Regions from separate parts of the Gossypium hirsutum genome. Here region 1 is linked to region 2. Evidence: chromatin contacts called from public Hi-C data. All regions are on one chromosome and are shown on one strand. Each heading gives the region's core, a stretch centred on a gene start, on an enhancer-like site or on the middle of the called end of the contact. The rest is flanking DNA. Distances are from core to core; before and after follow the strand shown.

Evidence for each region. Hi-C and Micro-C count contacts between places; a contact is called where the count stands out from the background.
Region 1: a contact with region 2 is called in a Hi-C map of leaf, with 4 times the contacts expected there. The contact joins the promoter of LOC107951879 here to the promoter of LOC107951878 in region 2. A contact is called at or near these places in 5 of 34 Hi-C or Micro-C datasets (callus, leaf, petal and 1 more).

What each region holds. Positions count from the first base shown.
Region 1 is chrA02:94,153,213-94,157,671 of Gossypium_hirsutum_v2.1, reverse strand. It overlaps LOC107951879 (growth-regulating factor 4), which reads left to right and starts at 2,220. Exons shown (of 4, transcript XM_016887048.2): 1 at 2,220-2,863; 2 at 3,958-4,315. The coding sequence starts at 2,623.
Region 2 is chrA02:93,775,241-93,779,851 of Gossypium_hirsutum_v2.1, reverse strand. It overlaps LOC107951878 (origin of replication complex subunit 3), which reads left to right and starts at 3,169. Exons shown (of 18, transcript XM_016887047.2): 1 at 3,169-3,338; 2 at 3,589-3,789; 3 at 3,863-4,037; 4 at 4,198-4,367; 5 at 4,465-4,592. The coding sequence starts at 3,267.

The DNA.
Region 1 (4,459 bases), core at 971-3,470, 380 kb before region 2:
ATGAAAAAGTTAAATCTTTCAGCATTCTTACTGTGCTCTGAATGGGTAATTCAAAAGGTAGGGCAAAAAATGGTATTCAGCCTCTATTTAGTGATTAGTGGGAATAGAGAGATAAACATCAACACCCATAATAAACAATTACACTATACCAAACATTTACTTTAATGTGGGCCTATTGAATTTGAGTTGAATGCATAATTCATTACATTGAACCAAACATGCTGTTAATTTCTTTTCCAACAGTTACATCACCGATATTAATCATATGAAATAAAAATAATATTAATAAATTAAAATATAATTACATAAAATTACTTAGTAATTTAAAACAAACCCTCGCTTTTAACAAATAATTTCTAAAATTAAAAGGTTAGATTAAAATGGTTTCACCCTTCCATTTTATATATATAAAAAAATTTTTTTTAGCTCCCTACTTAATTTTTCATCTTTTTAGCCTTTAAATTTATTTTTATTTGTCAAATCACCTAAAAATGAATAGAAAATTTAACTTTTTTTTAAACTTTTTTGACGTTGCATATGTGGATGACATGTCAATATTTACTTAATTTTTAAAAATTTAAAATTATAAAAATTATAAAAACTTTTTAAAAATTAAAAAAATTAAAATTATAAAAAACATATTTTAAAAAACTTAAAAAGTAAATTAAATTTTGACGTGTCATCTAGGTGGCAATCCATGTATATACCATGTCAGCAAAGGAAACAAACATTAACTTTTCCATCAATTTTGGAGTGATTTGACAAAAAATACAAACTCAAGGGTTAAAAGAGACAAAAATTTACATGGAGGGCTTAAATAACTTTTTTGTAAAGTTGTAGGGCTAAAAAACTCATTATGCCAATTAAAATTAAGGTAAACTACATCCAATGTCAGTAAACTATTAATAAGTTTATATTTTGGTCACTTAACTTCAGCAAGTTACAAAAAGATCATTGGATATTTAAAAGTTTTTATTTAAGTTACTGAATTATTCGAAAGTTTTTATTTAAATCTCTAGGTTGTTAATTTTTTTTATTTAAGTCACTAAACTATTAATAAGTTTGGCTAGTGAGCTCCAATTGACAATTCGATGATTGGTAGGGTGGATCAGTATTCACTGATAAGTAGAAAAACAAATTTTAAATTCAAGTTAATTTGATGGTCAATTTTAAAAATCAAAGAAGAAAACTTTATGAATCTTAGTTTGTAGAATTACGACATTGAATTGTTTCATAAAAGAATGAACTATAAAAAAAAAGAGAAATGAAAGTTTTTAATTAGCGTAAACCATTTGAATAGAAAAGACAGTACGATATCAATTTTAATAATATAATAATTTAAATAAAAACTATCAAATAATTCATTAATAATTTTATTAATTTTTGAAGTTGAATGATGACCACAACCTTAAAAAAATATTAACACCAGTTTACTTTTTACACATAAAATTCCTTCATCTACCTCAACCATGACAGTCAATTTAAAACTATAGTGGGTCCTATCCTATTAAAAAACCCACGTCCGGACGCTAGAAAGATCTCCGTGTTTTATTAAGGTTTTTACAGAATTATAAAGAAAAAAGAAAAAAGAAACCTATTCCTGAACAGTAAAAGAAATATATATATACATGTATAAATAAAAAAACTAATTTTTATATAGCGTGTAATTTTTTCTTTTTTAGATTTCATATGCACGTAAATAAGTTAACACTTATTTTTATTTTATCTTTACATATATTTTTAATTTTACAAGTAAAACTTAAAAAAATCAAATATATCTTAAATTATATATTTTTTGTTACTAAATAATAGTTTTCTTAGATATTTAAAAAATGATCTAAAAAAATGTGACAGTTAATTGAAAGATAATTTATCAAATAATAATTTTGCAATGTCAATGGGTTCTTTCTCTTTATCCACATTTGACTGGTTACCGAAAGCTGTCTCACACATCACTTCATCTCAAGACAACACAACCTCTTCCCAACAACAACAAACAACAAACAACATCTCTGGTTCAGACACCCCTTGTCCTATTTTAGGAACTCTTCCCCTTTATTACCATTAATTTATCCAATCAAATTAAACTAATTAATCCACACTTAGCTAATTAAATTCAAGTATTTATTAGTCTAACCATTGACTCAATTAAGCCATAATTAACCCTAACATTATTGTTACGAGAAAAAGGGCTTTTGTCTTCCCCATTAAAGATGGGACTAAACTTATATTCAAAAAAAAAAAAAAAGAAAAGAAAAAAAAGATGGGACTAAACTTGGGCTTTGGGGATTCCTGCCCAGGCACTCCCTTCCCTTTTCTCCTTAACACATAACAAAGCGAAGCAAATCAGATATATATGTTAGATAGAGACTTTGTGACATAGTAATAGAAGGAACAAGAAATATGTTGGAAGATAGAGGTTCTTTTTGATCTATGTCCCCAAGTTTTTCTTCTTATTAGTCCTAAAAACATGTTACAGTTTGTGGGTTTAAAAGGCTTTTGAAGTTACAAAAAGTAGGTTAACTTCTAGGAATAAAGAAGGAAAAAGTGAGCATAGCGAGTTCTTTTTTTCTCTTGCTATTGATATATTTATAAATACAAGTTTCTTGGGTAGCGTTGGAGATGAATAGTGGCGGTGGAGGTGGCGGTGGTGGCGTTGGGGGAGGAGGGGCTGGGAATGGTGGTGGGGGGATGATGGCAATAAGGTCATCACCATTTACAGTGTCACAATGGCAAGAACTGGAACATCAAGCTTTGATCTTTAAGTATATGATGGCAGGTTTGCCTGTGCCACCTGATCTTGTGCTCCCTATTCAGAAGAGCTTTGAGTCCATTTCTCATAGGTTCTTTCACCACCCCACCAGTAAGCCCAATATGATTTTCTTTCATCTTTTATTTTTATTTTTAATCTCCCCTTCTCTTTTATCTCCCCTTTTCTTTTATTATTCTTTTCTAAACCTTTGATGTTTTGAGTTTTTTTTTTGTCCTCTGGGTGTGTTTGTTTTGATTTGAGGAATCTTGTTCAGTATGCAGGTGTTTTCTTGTAAAAAAAAAAAAGAGATCTCTTTTTTCTATATTGATCTCTTTATTTTGAAAACCATAATCAATTTTTTTTTTTTGATTTGAACCATAACCAGATTTTAAATAAAATTGGGGTTGAAATTGCTTCATACTTTTTTTTATGACTAAAAAATAAATAAGTAAAAAGATTGCTCATTTGCAAGAGATGGTTTCCCCCTTTTTAATGGGTTTTAAGATAAAAGATTTTGATATGGTTGAGTGGATATTTGATTTTTCGATGATGCTTTTTACTTCCAGTGGGATAGGTTGGGAAACATTCCTTAAATTAATTGACTTTGAAGAGCTGTTGGGTTTTGGGGATAATCTCTTTACTTGCTTATTAAAATCACATTTCTAGGACCAAGATTAGTCGTTTTCGCTTTTTTCCTCAATTTTCTTACATACAAGTTTGAAAAGCAAAAAAAAAAAAAAAAGAAAAAAAAAGAAAAGAAAAACACTTGGTTCTATGTTTCAGTTGCTTTCCTTTCTTTGTTGTTTGTGTGTGTTAAGTTGGTTTCTTCTGGTGATATTACCTTTCGTCATGGATTGTCTTTAAATTTCTTTTACTTTTATAGTAGTTTATCTCAAAAGATTCTTCTAAGGTGATGCCAAATCCTTTTCTTCTGTATTTCTTTATTCATCCATGTGATATTGCTGATGTCTTAATCATCAATTATTATATCACTTTTTGACAATTCTTTATTCATATTTTGATGCTTGTAATTTTAGAGTTTTCTAACATCATTGTTATAATTTATTATGTTGTCATTGTTGCTGATGTTCCGTTTTCTTGTTTTACTTGTAACTTACTTTATTCTTGTTTTGTCAATCTTGTTCCTTTTTGTTGAAGAAAACCTAGCTAGTAATGAATCAGAGTTTTTGAGTGTAAATTTGCAGTGGGGTATTGTTCCTTCTATGGGAAGAAGGTGGATCCGGAGCCAGGAAGATGCCGGAGGACCGACGGCAAGAAATGGCGTTGCTCCAAAGATGCATACCCTGACTCCAAGTACTGTGAGCGGCATATGCATCGTGGCCGTAACCGTTCAAGAAAGCCTGTGGAATCGCAAACTATGGCACAGTCATCATCTACTGTGACATCATTGACTGTTTCTGGAAACAGTGGTGGGACTGGAAGCTTCCAGTGCCTTCCGTTACATGCCTTCAGTGGTACTCAACAAGTTACTGCTTCTGGACCTAATCAGTCCCATTATCATATTGAGTCAATCCCCTATGGAATCCCAAGCAAAGATCATAGGTAATCCTCATTTCATGCGTTTTAGTTTCGCATAATTTCATTCTTTGCATGTTATAGAAAAGAACTAAAACCAGAACTTGATTCCTTCATAATATTTCTTTTCCGTTTACGACATTAAATTTTGGTGTCTTTTGTTTAGGGTAA
Region 2 (4,611 bases), core at 1,920-4,419:
GTTCTACCACATTACCTTTATTTCCCAAATCATGAACAAATAATAAATCACTTATGAAGTGTTACTAAAGACTCACTTGGATCAATCCCTTGGAACCACATCGCTCATATCGAAACATTACTAATCTGCAATTGATTAAAGGAGTGGGTGAGCTTAACAAGCTCAGTGAATGTCTAGAGCAATTACCATGCAAATAGTTTATAAAGGATTAACGAACATCCATTTAGTATAATTACAACATCTTAACTTTATTTTCATATTACTTATTCATGCATCTTGCAATGATTTATTTACATAAGAATCACATATCATTTAAACATACACCACAATACTCATAAATGTATTCATTAATAATTTGGCACTTGAGCTATAAAATTTAAAATTTGACTCTACCACCACTCATTAGATACACGGATCTCCAACACACTAAATGACTTATAAAGTCAAACATATCCCAAAAGTGAAGCTTATAGCTAACATTCACCATCACACCAAACATGTCCCGTTGAATGGAGCTTAGCTCACATTCCTTTATCTCTCCAACATGTCCCAGGGCCTCAACACCCAAATCACATAACACATATAGGTGAGTACTCACAATTCTATGGCATGCCAACTATATCTAACAGTCTCAAGGTTTACAAGGCCAAAATATCCGTTATTAACACACACATTTACTTATCATTCACTGCACTTTATCTCTACATAATCACATTATAAGCACAACATATTCATTGTCATATGACACATAAAACATGCTCACAACCAACGCTTTCAGAATATCCATCATAAGCTTATTACACATCACAAATGTCACATTATAATCACAAATTCACAACACATTTTCACATATAAATTCATGAGTATGAAAAGCTTACACTTGAGATTTAGAATAGGGATTTAGGCTACTTCTAAATTCCTAATTAATGTATTGAATCGTGTCCACAAGCATTTATTCCAAACACTCACCAATTACACTTTCGTCGAAATGCTGAAAGCTCAAACTAGTCTTTCCTTAACTAGTAGATGGTCTTAACGAATCTGAAGCTTCAACATAATAAATCATACAACAACACATTCAACAATCAACTAAGGACTCAACTTAAGCAATAAAAAACATAAGCCTAAGCTAAGTTCTCAAGTAACTGAAACCTTCGACATAGCAAACTTAAATTCCAAATATTTCGGTCTATATTTAATATTTTCGTCTAAAACTGATTCTGTTCATCTGATTATTCACCCATGACAAATTCTCAACCTTTAAACTACACAACTACTCAATTCATGGTATCAAAATTTTTGACATGTTCATGGTAATTTTAACGAAAATTAATTATAACTCAAGAATTCTTTAACGAAAATTTAAAGTAAATTTAGAAACCTTCTAATTACATAAAAAATAATTGAAAAACACTTTGAAACCACGTTTTTACACAAAATCTTGAAATCCACCATTAATGATCCAATTTTCAACTTTTATTCAAAACATGCGATTTAATGACTAAAAACTTAGTTTTAAAGACTAAATAACATTTAAAACTATTTAAGAGTTGAATCGTTACCTTAGTTTACGAAAACCAAGCATTTGATAAAAAACCCGAAGAAACCCAAAAACTTAACAATGGAGAAATCTATGGTGATTTGAGTGTTTTTCTTGGAATTCTATGGAGGTTTATGGCTTGGGTGATGATAGAAATTAAAGGATTACAGTTTGGAAGATCAAAATAGGCGATTGAGGTTGGGGGTCTCAAAGGGATGGCACAACAAAAAGGAAGAGAATGTTTCTTTTCTTTTCTTTTATTCACGTCAAAACTAAGGTGAAAAGTGGGAAATATGGGCTGATTTTAAATTTTGATTTATTTGCCTCTTAAAAGTTCAAAATTTAGACCTTTTTACAAATCAGTCCACTTTTCAAATTAAAGGTCCTTTGAACATCTTTTTCAAAAATTGATTTAATTTTTTAAAAACTATAGTAAAAAATATTTCCAACTACCATGCTTATAAAATTCTCGAGCACACTAAAACTAATATTTGAATATACCCCTAAAACTACTAGGCTCAATTTTGGGGTGTTACAGTAAAACTTGTAGAAGAATTGGTTCTCCTAAGGGAAGGAAATATCTTTTTGTTTTCGAATTTCTTATAAGGGTTCTACTATCAAAATTTCTAAATTACTAAAATTGCCTACAAGGATACTTTTTCCTAAACATGCCTAACTCATGGCTTTCTGGATTGTGTATCAATACTCAACAAAAATAATAATATTTTAACAAAGATAGTTAAATTAGAACTCGAAGGTATTGAAAACAAATTTGAAGATTTCCAAAACTTATAGTTATCTGTTCCTCCTTGGCTTTGATGCCAAACGAGTCTTGAGGATATTAGGATGGATGGAAGTTAAGTTTTACTAAAAATGAAAATTTTCAACATTTAATATTTTAAATGTGTTTGATAATTATTTTAATTTTTTGCTTAATATAAAATTTTCAATAAAAAAGTGTGGAATAAGATAAGTAGGTAGGTAGGTAGCTACTTATCACTTAATGGAGAAAATATTAAGTTGATTTTATTTTATTAAAAAATTAAAATAAATTATCTTTTTTTTAAAAAAAAGATATTCAAATTACCATATGTAGCTTTTATCCAAAACTCTCCAAAATAATATAATATAATATATTATATTATATTAATAAGATTAAATTTTAAAAAATGAATAATCTTTTAAAATCAATCCTTCCTTTTACCAAACAACTTAATTATATTCAATAATTATATTTAGTAATTTATCAAACAATTTTCTAATATAAATTCAACACTTATAAAATTTAGCAATAAAAATTCAGTACTTAATTTTTCAGCACTTAATTTTTATCAAACACACATTTAGTTAATATTTTAATTTTTTATAGATATATTTGTAATTTTTTATAAAATAATTCTTTTTACAAATTCATAATTTAATTTGTTTTATGTGGGCCTTGCAAGAATGAAAATGATAATACAAAAAGAAGTGGATGGCCCGTTTGAATTTGGATATTGAAGAGCCTGACTAAGATCTAGAAATATGGCTCAGCCCACTCAAAATCAAGAGAAATATTTTTGTTTGACATTTATACCCCTGAGGCATTTCCCGCCAAAACTGAAAGGAAAGAACCCCTGGATTGAAAACTGGAATGTAGAAACTGGCTCACAAAACATACCCATAAACCCTAAAAATGGCATAAAAATTCCTCTAAAATCTATCAAAACGATCAAAATCAAAATCAATGGCTCCTTCGTTAAATGACGATTCGCCTCCTTCAACCATTGACGAAGCCTTCACCGAAAATAATCTCCAGGTTCCTTTCCCTGTGATTGTTTTTTTTTCATAAAAAAATGTTTTTGTTTCATTTCCCAAAAAAAAATAATAAATCACACTTTATACGTTTTTCTGCTTGGTTCTCAGAAAAAAGTCTTCGTTGTAAATTTATTTTAAAAAAATGCATGGCATATATTTCATGGTTAAAAGTACTTATTTAGTTAACTTTGAATATGTTGAGGTTTTGAATAGATTTTTATTAATTATTTTTCCCCAAAAAAACATGGCAGCCGTTTTTTGTTCTTCAAAAAGGACCGTCTCGGAAATCAGATAGAAAATCATCAGGAACTGGAAGAACAAGGAGATTCGATTTGTCTTCAGCATCACCAAAGAATTCTGCGAATATCGAAGACGAAAAGGAAGATGAAAACATGAACTTGAGAATGGAAGCCTTTGAATTTGTTTGGTCAAAAATTGAATCAACCATTAAAGTAGGTAAAAGTCCTAGTTTATTTATTCCTTACGCTTTTACTTTTCCCTTTTAAAAATTGTATAGCTTTGCAGGATGTTTTGAGAGTTATTAATACGAACGTGTTTAGCGAAATACAAACTTGGGTGCATCAATCTTTTGACACAATCAGATCACTTGGGACTCCCGAGTTTCCTGAAGCTACTCAATCATTCCCTATTATAACCGATGCTAATTCTAAAAGGCTATTTACTGGGCTTGTTCTTACTAGTAAGTTTTATGCTTCTTACTTTAGTTTAATGTTTGGTTGGAGTTGTTGCCCTTACCTTGTTTAACTAAAATTCTTTGGTCTATCTCGTTGGGTGCATGATGCATGCTATAAATATATCGTTTACAAAAGCTATTCTTTATGGTATATAATGGTTGACAGAGAATATGGAGTTTGTTGATGATCTACTGACTTTTGAAGAACTTGGAAAACACTTGAAATATCAAGGATGCCATGTTGCTAACCTTTCCTCACTTGACTTTACTGCCAAAAATGGGGTTGGTGGTTGCCTAAGAAGTTTATTAAGACAGTTTTTAATGTCTTCTTTGGATGTAAGTACTGGTAACAGCTCTCTTTGACTGTTGAACGATAATTTACTTGCAGTTTGTAACTTGAGCTTGTTCCTTATTTCCCTTTTTGTTTGAGCAGCCAGCTGACATATCAATCTTAGCATCATGGTACAGAGAAGAAAACTGCAATAATCCAGTGGTTGTGATTATTGATGACATCGAGCGATGTTGTGGGTCTGTCTTGTCTGATTTCATCCTTATGTTAAGGTATTACAGCACATCCTCT